2 separate regions of the Sus scrofa genome follow, and region 1 is linked to region 2. The links are chromatin contacts, called in public HiChIP or PLAC-seq maps. All regions are on one chromosome and are shown on one strand. Each heading gives the region's core, a stretch centred on a gene start, on an enhancer-like site or on the middle of the called end of the contact. The rest is flanking DNA. Distances are from core to core; before and after follow the strand shown.

Region 1 (5,808 bases), core at 2,002-4,501, 180 kb before region 2:
GTATTGTATTTTTATATTCCTTTTCTAATATTTCATTGTTAGTATACAGAAATGCGACTGATTTCTGAATGTTAATCTTATACCCTGCTACTTTGCTGAATTTGTTGATCAGTTCAAATAGTTTTTGGGTTGAGTCCTTAGGGTTTTCTATATGTAGTGTCATGTCATCTGCATACAGTGACAGTTTTACCTCCTCTCTTGCTATTTGGATGCCTTTTATTTCTTTTGTTTGTCTGATTGCTGTGGCTAGGACTTTCAATACCATGTTGAGTAACAGTGGTGAGAGTGGACATCCTTGCCTTGTCCAGATTTTAGTGGGAAGGGTTTCAGCTTTTCTCCATTGGATATTATATTTGCTGTGTGTTTGTCATAAATGGCTTTGATTACGTTATGTCCCCTTTATACCCAACTTTGGTAAGAGTTTTTATTATGAATGGACGTTGGACTTTGTCAAATGCTTTCTCTGCATCTATGTTGGTGGGAATGTAAGCTGGTACAACTACTATGGAGAACAGTATGGAGATACCTTGGGAATCTATAGATAGAACTACCACATGACACAGCAATCCCACTCTTGGCCATATATCCAGACAAAACTTTCCTTAAAAAAGACACATGCACCTGCATGTTCCTTGCAGCTCTATTCACAAGAGCCAAGACAATGGAAACAACCCAAATGTCCATCGACAGATGACTGGATTAGGAAGATGTGGTATAATACACAATGGAATATTACTTAGCCATAAAAAAGAACGAAATAATGCCATTTGCAGCAATATGGATGGTACTAGAGACTCTCATACTGAGTGAAGTAAGTCAGAAAGAGAAAGACAAATACCATATGATATTGCTTATATCTGGAATCTTATATAAGGCACAAATGAACCTTTCCACAGAAAAGAAAATCATGGACTTGGAGAATAGACTTGTGTTGTCAAGGGGGAGGGGGAGGGAGAGGGAGTGGGGTGGTTTGGGAGCTTGGGGTTAATAGATACAAATTATTGCCTTTGGAAGGGATTAGCAATGAGATTCTGCTGTGTAGTGCTTGGAACTATGTCTAGTCACTTGTGATGGAGCATGATAATGTGTGAAAATACAATGTGTACATGTATGTGTAACTGGGTCACCATGCTGTACAGTAGAAAAAAATTGTATTGGGGAAATAACTATTAAAAAATAATAATAATATAAAAAAAAAGAAAAAAAAAACTTGGGGATATACCAGAGATTTACTATGGTTCTCTTTTCAGCCATGTAGGTATTATTCCTACATAAAGTTCCTCTAAACAGATATTTTCTCAGAGAAATAACGTAATAGGGAAGAACAAATCTCACTCCATTCAGATCTCTTCTTTTCCTGTGCTTAGTCATGTTGGTTCTGTACCTTTTGTAAAAGAATGTTGCCCATAGCCTGAAATATACATGACAGTCATTCTCAGGGCTCTGACCTTTGAAAATCCACTCATATAGAGATATAAAAAGTTGCAGAACAGAGAACAACGTCTGTTTTACTGGAGGTTTACAGGAACACAGTGACCTGACCTATGCAGACAGCTACAAGAACAATGGATTCTGACGCCAAGAAGTTTGCACCAACCAATCACACCCCTGCCTTACCTGGCCTTTTAAAGTGCTTTGCTGAAAACACTTGGAGGAGTTTGGGTTTTGGGGGCATAAGCAACCTGTTCTCCTGATTAGCCCTTTAATAAACCTTTTGTGTGTTGGGCACATAAGCTTGCATTTGGTAACAATAATGTTATCATTAGAGGCTAAATATCCAACTAAAGACTTGGCATCAGATACAATGACAATGTTATACAAACAAACATGCTGTATGTAGATTTAGCAAAAGAGGCATAAACATATTAATTAGATAAGAAAATCAATGTACTAAAAATTGTTCAGCGATTCAGCACTTGAAAGTACAACTAGTACCTGACTGATTTAAAACTAGTATACTAAGTTTTATGAACATTGCATATTTCATGAAAAATTTGCTTTGCTTTTTTTATTAGCATGCAGGTGGATTCTGGAAGAAGTGAGTGGAATAGCTTATCTAGGAGTATGAAAAGTTAGACACGAGTCTAGCTACAAAATGATGATGCTCCTGAGGCAGGGGAGGCATCCAGATCATGCCATTGCCCTTTACATGACATATTTGGGTGCTTTAATTTTAGTTTTTGTTTTTGCCACACGTGTAGCATATGCAAGTTCCTGGGCCAGGGGCTAGGGACTGAAGCTGAGCTGCAGCTGCAACCTGCCCCATAGTTGCAGCAATGCCAGATCCTTAACCCACTGCGCTGGGCTAGGGACTGAACTGGTGCCTTCACAGTGACCCAAACAGCTGCGGTTAGATTCTTAATCCACTGTGCCACAGAAGGAACTCCTGGATACATTAGTTTTTAAAGGTTCTGAGTCTGAGAGTTTAGGCAAAGGGAGCTCATGGAATCTCATCTTGTCGAGTAGGTTTTCGGTAGGTATTTGATAATGATGACACAGCAATCAGAGTTATCTGTGAGCCTCTGCTCTCACCAGCAGTTCTCTCTGACACCTACTGCTGCCCTGGCTCATTCTTCAGAGTGCTGGAAAATGCTGTATGAATCAAAATGTGTGGCTAAGCTTGTTGGAAAAGAGCAAAGGATGAAGGCAACAGAGAAATAAAAATAAGACTTAGCCCCAAATATGGTCTATTTAGAGTAATAGGAGAGAAAGGATGGGTGCGTTATTTCTAAATTATTAATCAGTCTTTGGTTTAGTTAACAGCTTTCGAGATACTTGCAAACTTTTCCCCTTCAGAGTAACACCTCGGTCTACAAAATCTAATTTCTAAAACTGGTAAATTTGGTGGTGGCAGTTGCTTTGAAAAATTTCCACAGGTTTCTACCAAATGTGCATTTAAACAGTAATTTGATTACCAAAGTTTGATTTTTTTCTTTGTCCTAACAGATTGCCTAAGCAAATTTATCTACTGGAGGGATTTAATTTTTTCTGGCAGTGTTCTTGACAGGTACTAATTCAGCTTTTGTCTTTGAACACTCCCAGTAGAGGAAGTCCAGTGTCAGAGTTACAGCTATTATTCAAAGGCAGACAGTCCAGCCATGGGTCAGATTTTCATCACACAGAGCTGAAATCTGCTTCCTTGGAACCAATACCCTCCTGCTTCTATTTTTGTCCTATCCAGCCATCCAGGATCAAGTCTAACCCCAACCCACACCAGTTTCTGAAACATCAGAGGACAGATATCACATTTCTCCTAAGTCCTGTTTTCCTAGTAAACATCTCCAGGGTAGCTATGTATAATTCAGTGGAAAGGACATAGTCCCTGGAGGCCGAGTTCAGTAGATTCCTGATTGGGTATTATTAGAAAACTTCTCTAAGCCTCCTCTAAGTTTCCTCTTCTGTGAAAGGGAACATCCCAGCCTTACCAGGGTGTTATGGAGGAGAGATGGGTTGGCACAGGGGGTGCCCAACACAGTGCTTGACCCAGTGAAGAAACTCAAGAATGCTAATAACTCTTTCCTTCCCCATCTTATTCCTGTTTGTCCTTCTGAAAACAAAGAGCTCAGAAGTGGATGAGGCTCCCCAGATACTGTACGACTGGTCCACAGCTGCAGACTTTGCCTGCAAATATCTCCCTAAGGCTTCAAGAACTTCAAGCTCTCATAGCATTTTACTGAGAAAAAATTGTTTATATGAAATTAAACGCATTGTTTATATGAAAATAAAGCAACACTCTTTTTCCTATCTTGTATCATGATTTCTTTTTGATCTTTCATAAAATACTACACATTAAGCTGCTGAAATTCCATCTTGTTTATTCTGGCCCATCTTCAAGTTCATTAAGGTGGCCTTTTTATTTATTTGTTTGTTTGTTTGTTTGTTTATTTTTGTCTTTTTGCTATTTCTTTGGGCCGCTCCCATGGCATATGGAGGTTCCCAGGCTAGGGGTTGAATCGGAGCTGTAGCCACCGGCCTACGCCAGAGCCATAGCAACGTGGGATCCGAGCTGCGTCTGCAACCTACACCACAGCTCATGGCAACACTGGATCCTTAACCCACTGAGCAAGGGCAGGGATCGAACCCTCAACCTCATGGTTCCTAGTCGGACTCGTTAACCACTGCGCCACGATGAGAACTCCAAGGTGGCCTTTTTAGAAACAGAATTCTTTTTTCTAACCTATCCATTTTCTCTTCTAGCTTGCTTTAATCTCCACAATGCTGTCATGAAGAACCTGGGTGAGCCCACACATTTTCCGAGGAAGATGTTTCATAGAACAGACAAGACCAGGCTTATAAGCAGCACAACTGCCTGGTCTGAGGGGCTGACAGAGGAAGGTCCTCATGTCACCAGCAGTGCAACACGTACCCCAGGTGATGGATGGTCTGGTCCAAAGTAGTAGGAAAAATATGAGGTTCCCACCCAGTAAAAGGAGAAAATAAGGATTAGTTAGTTATACTGTGGTTTCATCACTGAAAACTGACCAAACACAACCCTGGGTGCTGCCAGCCCTATCCACTTGGGGTAAAACATATTGTATAATGTTAATAAGAAACATGGGCTTTGGGGCTAGGTTTCCTGGGTTTAATTCTGAAACTTTGATTTGCAGGCCCTCTTATGATGGGTAAGTTACTCAGTTCCTCTGTGCATTGGTTTCCTATTTGGTTATTACTTTTTGCTTTGATACAAAAACAATATCCAAGCATCAATGGAAAGGAAGAAAGAAAGGAATAGAGAGGAAAATAAGAGGGGATGTGGGAGCGGGGGAGGGAAGCACAGGCAGTCATGCCGAAGGTCTAGGCTGAGTTCTGATTTTTAAACTCTTTACTCTGGCTGACAACTGAAAAAGGTTTTACTTCTCTCCATGTTGAGATGTGAAGGCAGGTCAAGTGAGAATTCTGTCTTGGTGGCCAACAGAAGCAATATCCTCAGCTCTTTTCTCTTCCCAAGTAGAGAATGAATTTAAACTCATCAAATGACTGACTTACACATAATAGAAAGTAATGTGAAGAATTCGTAAAGTATACAATCTTAAGTAAAAATTTGCCTATGTTCTGATTACACTGCATTCTTGCACTTTCTTCAATCATTTATGTATTACTTTTCATCAAGCCATCATTTTAATTAATAGACTACTATAAATTCTTCTTTCCTGAATTTTCCTGTTTTAAGTCTCTGTGGATCACATTTTTCATTCTAGAGCATGCAAACGTCATGCGAGCAGCTGAGCCATGGAGGCATCAAAACTCAAAGCTCATGGCAGGCAGCCCTGGGCCTGGCCTTGGTGGGGCTTCCTCATGCCTGGTCTGGTCCAGCCCAACCTCTCACTCCTACTTTCACCCATCACACACTGTCTTATGTTACATTAAAACATATGCCACAGAAAGGAGACATAAAAAAGGGTGAGAAAAAGCAATGAACTATGAGTAAAGGGCTGTGGTGAGGGAATAAACAATATTTTTTCACATTCTGTTTCCCTTTATGTACAAGCAGCCCTGGGAAGTTGTCTATGCTAACAGAACAGACATGCACTCCTAGACACGTGTACTGAAGAATATGTTTATCTCTCTATCTATATATATATATATATAAGCAACAAAATACATTGCTAAAAATGGATGAATACTTCATACTGACCTTAGGGGGTTTAAACGGATAGTCTGGTGAAAAGGTAATGTCAAGAAAGAACACCCCTCCTTCATAGACAGATCCTGGGGGTCCCAATATAGTTGACCTCCATTCATAAATGTTGTCTCCTTTGGGTCCAGCACTGAAATAAGACATACAAATGAAATGTGCTTAGAGATTAT
Region 2 (5,778 bases), core at 1,230-3,729:
TTACTTTACATTTACTACTTCTAACTTAATTAAGCACCTTAAACATTTTTAAAAAAAAACAAAGTATAGCTTGTGTGTATAAAAAGTTGATCAACAGAAACCCCACATAAATGGAACTGGGACACCAGAAGGAGGAGCTCTTAGGTTCAGCAGCTAGAGCCCAGCCCAACAGGAAGAAGCAAGCAAGACTGCTCTTTCCTGGCAAGGACTCAGCCAATGAAAGGCCATGGACTCTTTTTGTTTACAACTTCCTTTTCCTCTCTATAAAAGCATTTTCCTTTCCTTGTCAAGGACTTTACAAGTGGCTCATGGCTCACTATAGCTGTAGACTGTGAATTGCAATTCTCTGCTAATCCCAAATGAACGCATCTTTGTTGGAGAAATAGCTGGCAGTCAGCTTGTTTCAGGTCAACATGAGCATCACTGCACGTAGATAATTAAAATCCATGGTCTGAATAGCATTTAGGCTTATGAATATAAGGAAATTATACTCTTCATAGCAAAAAATTGTTATAAGTTTATTGTGTATAGTTTATTTATACTTTTTAAAGTATGTGCAAAGGACCACAGAGGAGAAGGAATGGCATTTTTTTTTCCCACACAATTGTTAGAAGATCAGCCCTTCACTGTGCCAGGAGGTTAGAAGTAAGCAGGATAAAAAGGTATAAATCATAAAGGACAGTATAATTCAAGTTAAAGAGTTTATACTTTACCTGAAGGCAAAAAAAGAGCAGTGAAATAGTTTTCACTACAATAGTATTTTCAGGTTTGGACAGAGTAAATTTAAGGTATCTGTGGAACATCCATGTGGAAATATTCAGTAAGTAGTTGAACATATATGGTAGCAAACTAAAGAAAACAGCTCTAGACTAGGAGTATAGATTGGAAGTCCAACAAACAGATAATGATTAAATACGGGGAAGTACAGGAAATCACCAACAAGTTTACAGAATAAGAAGGAAGTCAACTGGCTTTTAAGAGATGAGCAGAGGAAGAAGTTAGGTAATTTTTGCTTAATCAAAGCTTCTAAAATACCTGTCCTGTTCCAATACAAATTTCAAAATAGACTCCAACATTTTTAAACAACTCCGTATCTGCTCTAATTAATTCTCTAATCTTTTTCTTGCTGTTGATATCAAATTATCCTTTGATTTTTAATTGCAGCCACTATTTGTACCTTCTGCTCCTTTTTTCAAGCTACTGTTTTAGAATCTCTTTTCAATAGCTTTGCTACAAAGGGATTGTTTAATATCTATTTTATCCCCTTAGTTCTTCCCTTTTTTTTCATTTTGCCTGATTACTAGTATGTATTTGCAGTGGTTACCTTATTTTTAAAACCAAATGTATATTTTAGGGACTTTAAGTATTAAATTGGTATTTGTGGGCCAGTCTGTGACCTAACTGCTATTTATTACTCTTTGGAAAAGTGCATTCGAGTTTCAGTCACTTATTTCAAAGAAGATTTAAAAATTACATTTGGAGATGTAATCTGCTTTCAGTTAGGAGTCTGGCTATATCTGACAATGTACTTTCCTCTGGATCTTTATTTGGCCCAGTTTTTCATCATTTCTTAAAGTTTGATGATATGCTCTTATGCTATAGAATTTTTTTTTTCTTTTTAGGGCCACACCCACACAATATGGAAATTTCCAGGCTAGGGGTCAAATTGGAGCTGCAGCTGCTGGCCTATGCCACAGCCACAGCAACTCCAGATCCGAGCCACATCTGTGACCTACACAGCAGCTCACAGCAATGCCAGATCCTCAACCCAATGAGTGAGGACAGGGATTGAACCCACATTCTCATGGATAATAGTCAGGTTCTTAATCCACTGAGCCACAATAGGAACTCCTATGCTAAAGAAATTTTAAACTATTACTATTCTATATCTTTATACCAATATGAACTACTCAAAGGCACATGAAAGATTTTAGTTTCATGTCATAGCAACTACTACTAAATTAACTCCACAATTTAATAAGCACTTACCAGGCTGAAAATGGTATCTTATACCAGAGAAAGGAGGACCATTTCTAGACTGGAAAGTGAGCCCTTTGGAATTTGTTATTATTTTTTAAACCAAACCAATATAATTTAAAATTCTGTCTTAGACAAATGGTTAAGGCCTTTTGTTGATGCCTTAAGAATGAAAGATATTTCTAGTGGTTTTGTGAATTACCTTAAAGAGAGGATCTAATTAATCCTTTTCGTGATGTTTATATTAAATTGCCCTTTGCTGTGAAATCCAACTATTATTTGTACAATCTGGCCCTGTTTGCAAGCAATTGCTTTAGGATCATGTTATTTCAGTGGTTTTGCTATAAAGAAACTACTTCATTTTTTATTCCTGCATTCGTAGAAACAACAGTTTCCTGGTCACCCTGAGCTGTGTTTCATCACTGGCTGCTGTGACTCAGTGTGCCCTTGAAGCACTTCGTCTGTCAGCTGGTCTGTGAGCCCCTCTTTTAGACCAAGGTGCAGCAGCTGTTTGGACAGCCTTCTGTCATCTATTTTCAATCATGTTACACAGCATTCCACATAGCTCCAAGGATGATAAACTGGCTGGACTCCAGGGCGTGCACTGTAATCCTGCCTTGTCACTTAATGTTAAGTGTGTCTCACAGCGGACACGGATGAAACTGCTGAAGAAATCAGATATCATCTTTAGCAGAGCCAAACCTCACTTTCATATGCAGGGTTAAGTTCTGTTTTGATCAACTTCGAGGCAAATGCTAATGCTGTTTCAGAAAACTGCATTATTACTTAATGTTTGACATCTTTTCCATTCAGCAGTCCATTCTCTCTCTCTCTCTCTCTTTTTTTTCTGTATTTTTGTGTCTTTAGGGCTGCACCGGCAGCATATGGAAGTTCCCAGGCTAGGGGTCTAATTGGAGCTGTAGCCACCGGCCTACACCACAGCCATAGCAGTGCACGATCCAAGCTGTGACTTACACCACAAATCACAGCAACGCTGGATCCTTAACCCACTGAGTGAGCCCAGGGATCAAACCCCCTTTCTCATGGATGCTAGTCAGATTCGTTAACCGCTGAGCCATGACAGGAACTCCTCCACTCTCTCTTATGCTTTGGATTCCTGAGGTATATTTACTGATCTGCATTTGGGGTGATATCTGAACCCTGAAAACAAACTGAATTTAACTAGTATGTGATCTTATCCACGAATTCTGCTCCATGAGCCAATATGGTTATTCTATATCAAAAATGTATAGATCTGACCTTTTAGGGTTGTTTAAAAAAAACTATTCCCAAGATTGTAGTCTGTTTACCTGCCAGTCTGACAACTTTATCTGCCAAGACTGGTTTCTGCCTGTCTTGACAGGAACAGGGACTTAAAAATCTTTGCTAATTAAGACCTGCTAATAGGAAACCAGTACAAACATCTCAAAGTACTAAAAAGAAAGAAATCATGTCAATCAATATATTACTTCAATCTACAAACTACAACCCAGAGAGATGCCACAATCACAGACTTTACTGGTTGTAGAACTGTGGCTTGATATTGGTTACTATTTAGCCAGTACTTATCCATTACATTAGGAATAGTACTAAAAACAACTGAACAAAAAAAGTCTTGCCTTTTAATTAATGAAGTCCACAAAACTTTTTGAAAGTGCTCCTTACCTAAAGCAAAATTATCCAATTTGAATTTTACTACATCTTATCTGTACTTTGTTGAGACAGAATAAGCTATTTTCTAGCACAAGCTATCAGCCAGAAGAAAACCAAGGGCAAGAACATCCACGAATTGTAGCTGCCTGCCCTGAATATTTGAGACTCTATCCTTGAATGATTCCCACCTTTAGGTCAACATCGACATTTTTGCAAATTGATCCATTCAGTTTCTAAGTATTTCTCATTGGTAACTTTCTATTAGATAAAAACAGTCCATTAAAAGATGCTGCCATAATCATTTCATTAATTAACTGCAGAATATGCGTTAGGAATCACAATCTAAAATAGTTACTTAAAGAAAAACAAAACAAACTTTTGTCTCTCCAGATATTAAATTCTTTAATAAACAGCAGATGATCTAAACCAATTTTCCCAAATCATTTAGGTTTTATATTAATGAAGTTTTTAGTATGTATTTGCATGATTATTACTGAAGTCACAAAACGGTTAAATTCTGTAGTGGAAAATATGGCTTGAATGGGGAACTAAACAATTTTAAAAGGAAAAGACTTATCTTTTGTGTTAAAGTTTGTAAGAGAGCACATCTTTCCTTGATTTGGTGTGTAGGTGTACAGCGTGAGGTTTGATCTAAGCCTTCTTTAAATGAGGATGCCTTTAAATCAAGGATCAGGATGATCCAACTTTAATCTTGACTCTGGTAATCAATTTATCTAGCACGTTCACTCTAGTGAACAGAAGATCAAACATGTACTGAGAGCCTATTATGTGCCATTTAATCTTTCTGTACCCCTTTTATTTATTTATTTATTTATTTTTGCCTTTTTAGGGCTGCACCTGTGGCATATGGAAGTTCCCAGGCTAGGGGTCGAATTGGAGCTGCAGCTGCCAGTCTATACCACAGCCACAGCAACGTGGGATCTGAGCTGTGTCTGGAACCTACACCACAGTGCATGGCAACACCAGATCCTTAACCCACTGAGTGAGGACAGGGATTGAACCTGCATCCTCATAGATGCTAGTTGGGTTCTTTACTGCTGAGCCATGAAGGGAACTCCTAATGCTTCTGTAGTTTAGTACAATTATTTGTAAAATGGATTAAATGACCCCCTCCCTCCAGACCTTTCCTGGTTGTAAAAGAATGATTTCCTAAAGTATCTTGGGAGCTCTGGTTGGATTCAGAGAAGTGTTATTCTGGTCAGCAAGACCTTAAAAATAATGGTGCTACTGGAGCTAATAAGAGAGCTCACTCCTTTAAAAGTCACATAAGTTTGTTACAATTATACTGAAAAACCCTGGTGAGGAGTTCCAGTTACGACTCAGCAGTAATGAACCTGACTAGTATCCATAACGACATGACCTCACTCAGTTCATTAAGGATCTGGCATTGCTGTGAGCTGAGGTGTAGGTCACAGATGTAGCTCGGATTTGGAGTTGTTGTGGCGTGGTATAGGCCAGCAGTTACAGCTCTGATTCGACCCCTAGCCTGGGAACTTCCACATGCCATGGGTGTGGCCCTAAAAAGAAAAAAAAAAAAAAAAAAAAACTAAACCCCGTTGAACTGTATCAGAAATTTTATTACTGTGCATTACTAGCACTTAAAGATATTCTGTTCTTCTTCAAGGTCAGCTTCAACTTTGTGTCTGTGAACTAGGCCTTTTTTGGGGGAACGTACTGATAAAGCAAATGAGGAGGACAATCATTTGGTAATTTTTTGATGTAGATTAAAGTAACAAGAATCCTAATTAACATTAAAAGCAAAATGGTTGAAGTGTATATATTTCCCAAGCTGTGCTATGTGAGTGAAGGCACGGGAAAGAGAACATGGTATTGAGGCACAAGAAGCTTATTTTTAAGCGCAGATACACATTCTGAAAACAGCCGGAGAACTTCACAAGTCCCACATCATGAAATGCTAGATTGTCTGACAGAGACAACAGTGACCAGAGTAACTGAGAGAAATCATCAGCACAGGCTCGTCACTGTCAAAGGGGCCTCCTGCGGAGCATGGAACTTGAGCACACCAACACCTGCATGCTGGGTGGTTGGGGAGTCTCCTGAAAAGACAAGGACAGTCCAAGGAACAGGTTAACCTGCCCTCCCCCCTTCAAAAGTGGTAGGTCTATC

Evidence for each region. HiChIP or PLAC-seq counts read pairs in DNA pulled down with a chosen protein or histone mark.
Region 1: an H3K27ac HiChIP or PLAC-seq map of skeletal muscle shows a contact between it and region 2. The contact joins two enhancer-like sites. A contact is called at or near these places in 1 of 47 Hi-C or Micro-C datasets (skeletal muscle) and 2 of 2 datasets of contacts at active chromatin or transcription factors (alveolar macrophages and skeletal muscle).

Annotation. Positions count from the first base shown.
Region 1 is chr13:10,289,339-10,295,146 of Sscrofa11.1, reverse strand. UBE2E2 (UB2E2) reads right to left here. Exons shown (of 5, transcript NM_001078672.1): 3 at 5,636-5,768. Among named protein-coding and RNA genes, the nearest start is that of UBE2E2, 290 kb to the right of the region's middle. Within about 2 kb of position 3,251, at least 3 of the 83 cell types and tissues checked have an H3K27ac peak or open chromatin away from gene starts, as enhancers often do. A contact at or near this core is called in skeletal muscle, where this site is marked.
Region 2 is chr13:10,110,877-10,116,654 of Sscrofa11.1, reverse strand. The region is part of intron 2 of UBE2E2 (UB2E2); the gene reads right to left. Among named protein-coding and RNA genes, the nearest start is that of UBE2E2, 110 kb to the right of the region's middle. Within about 2 kb of position 2,479, at least 4 of the 83 cell types and tissues checked have an H3K27ac peak or open chromatin away from gene starts, as enhancers often do. A contact at or near this core is called in skeletal muscle, where this site is marked.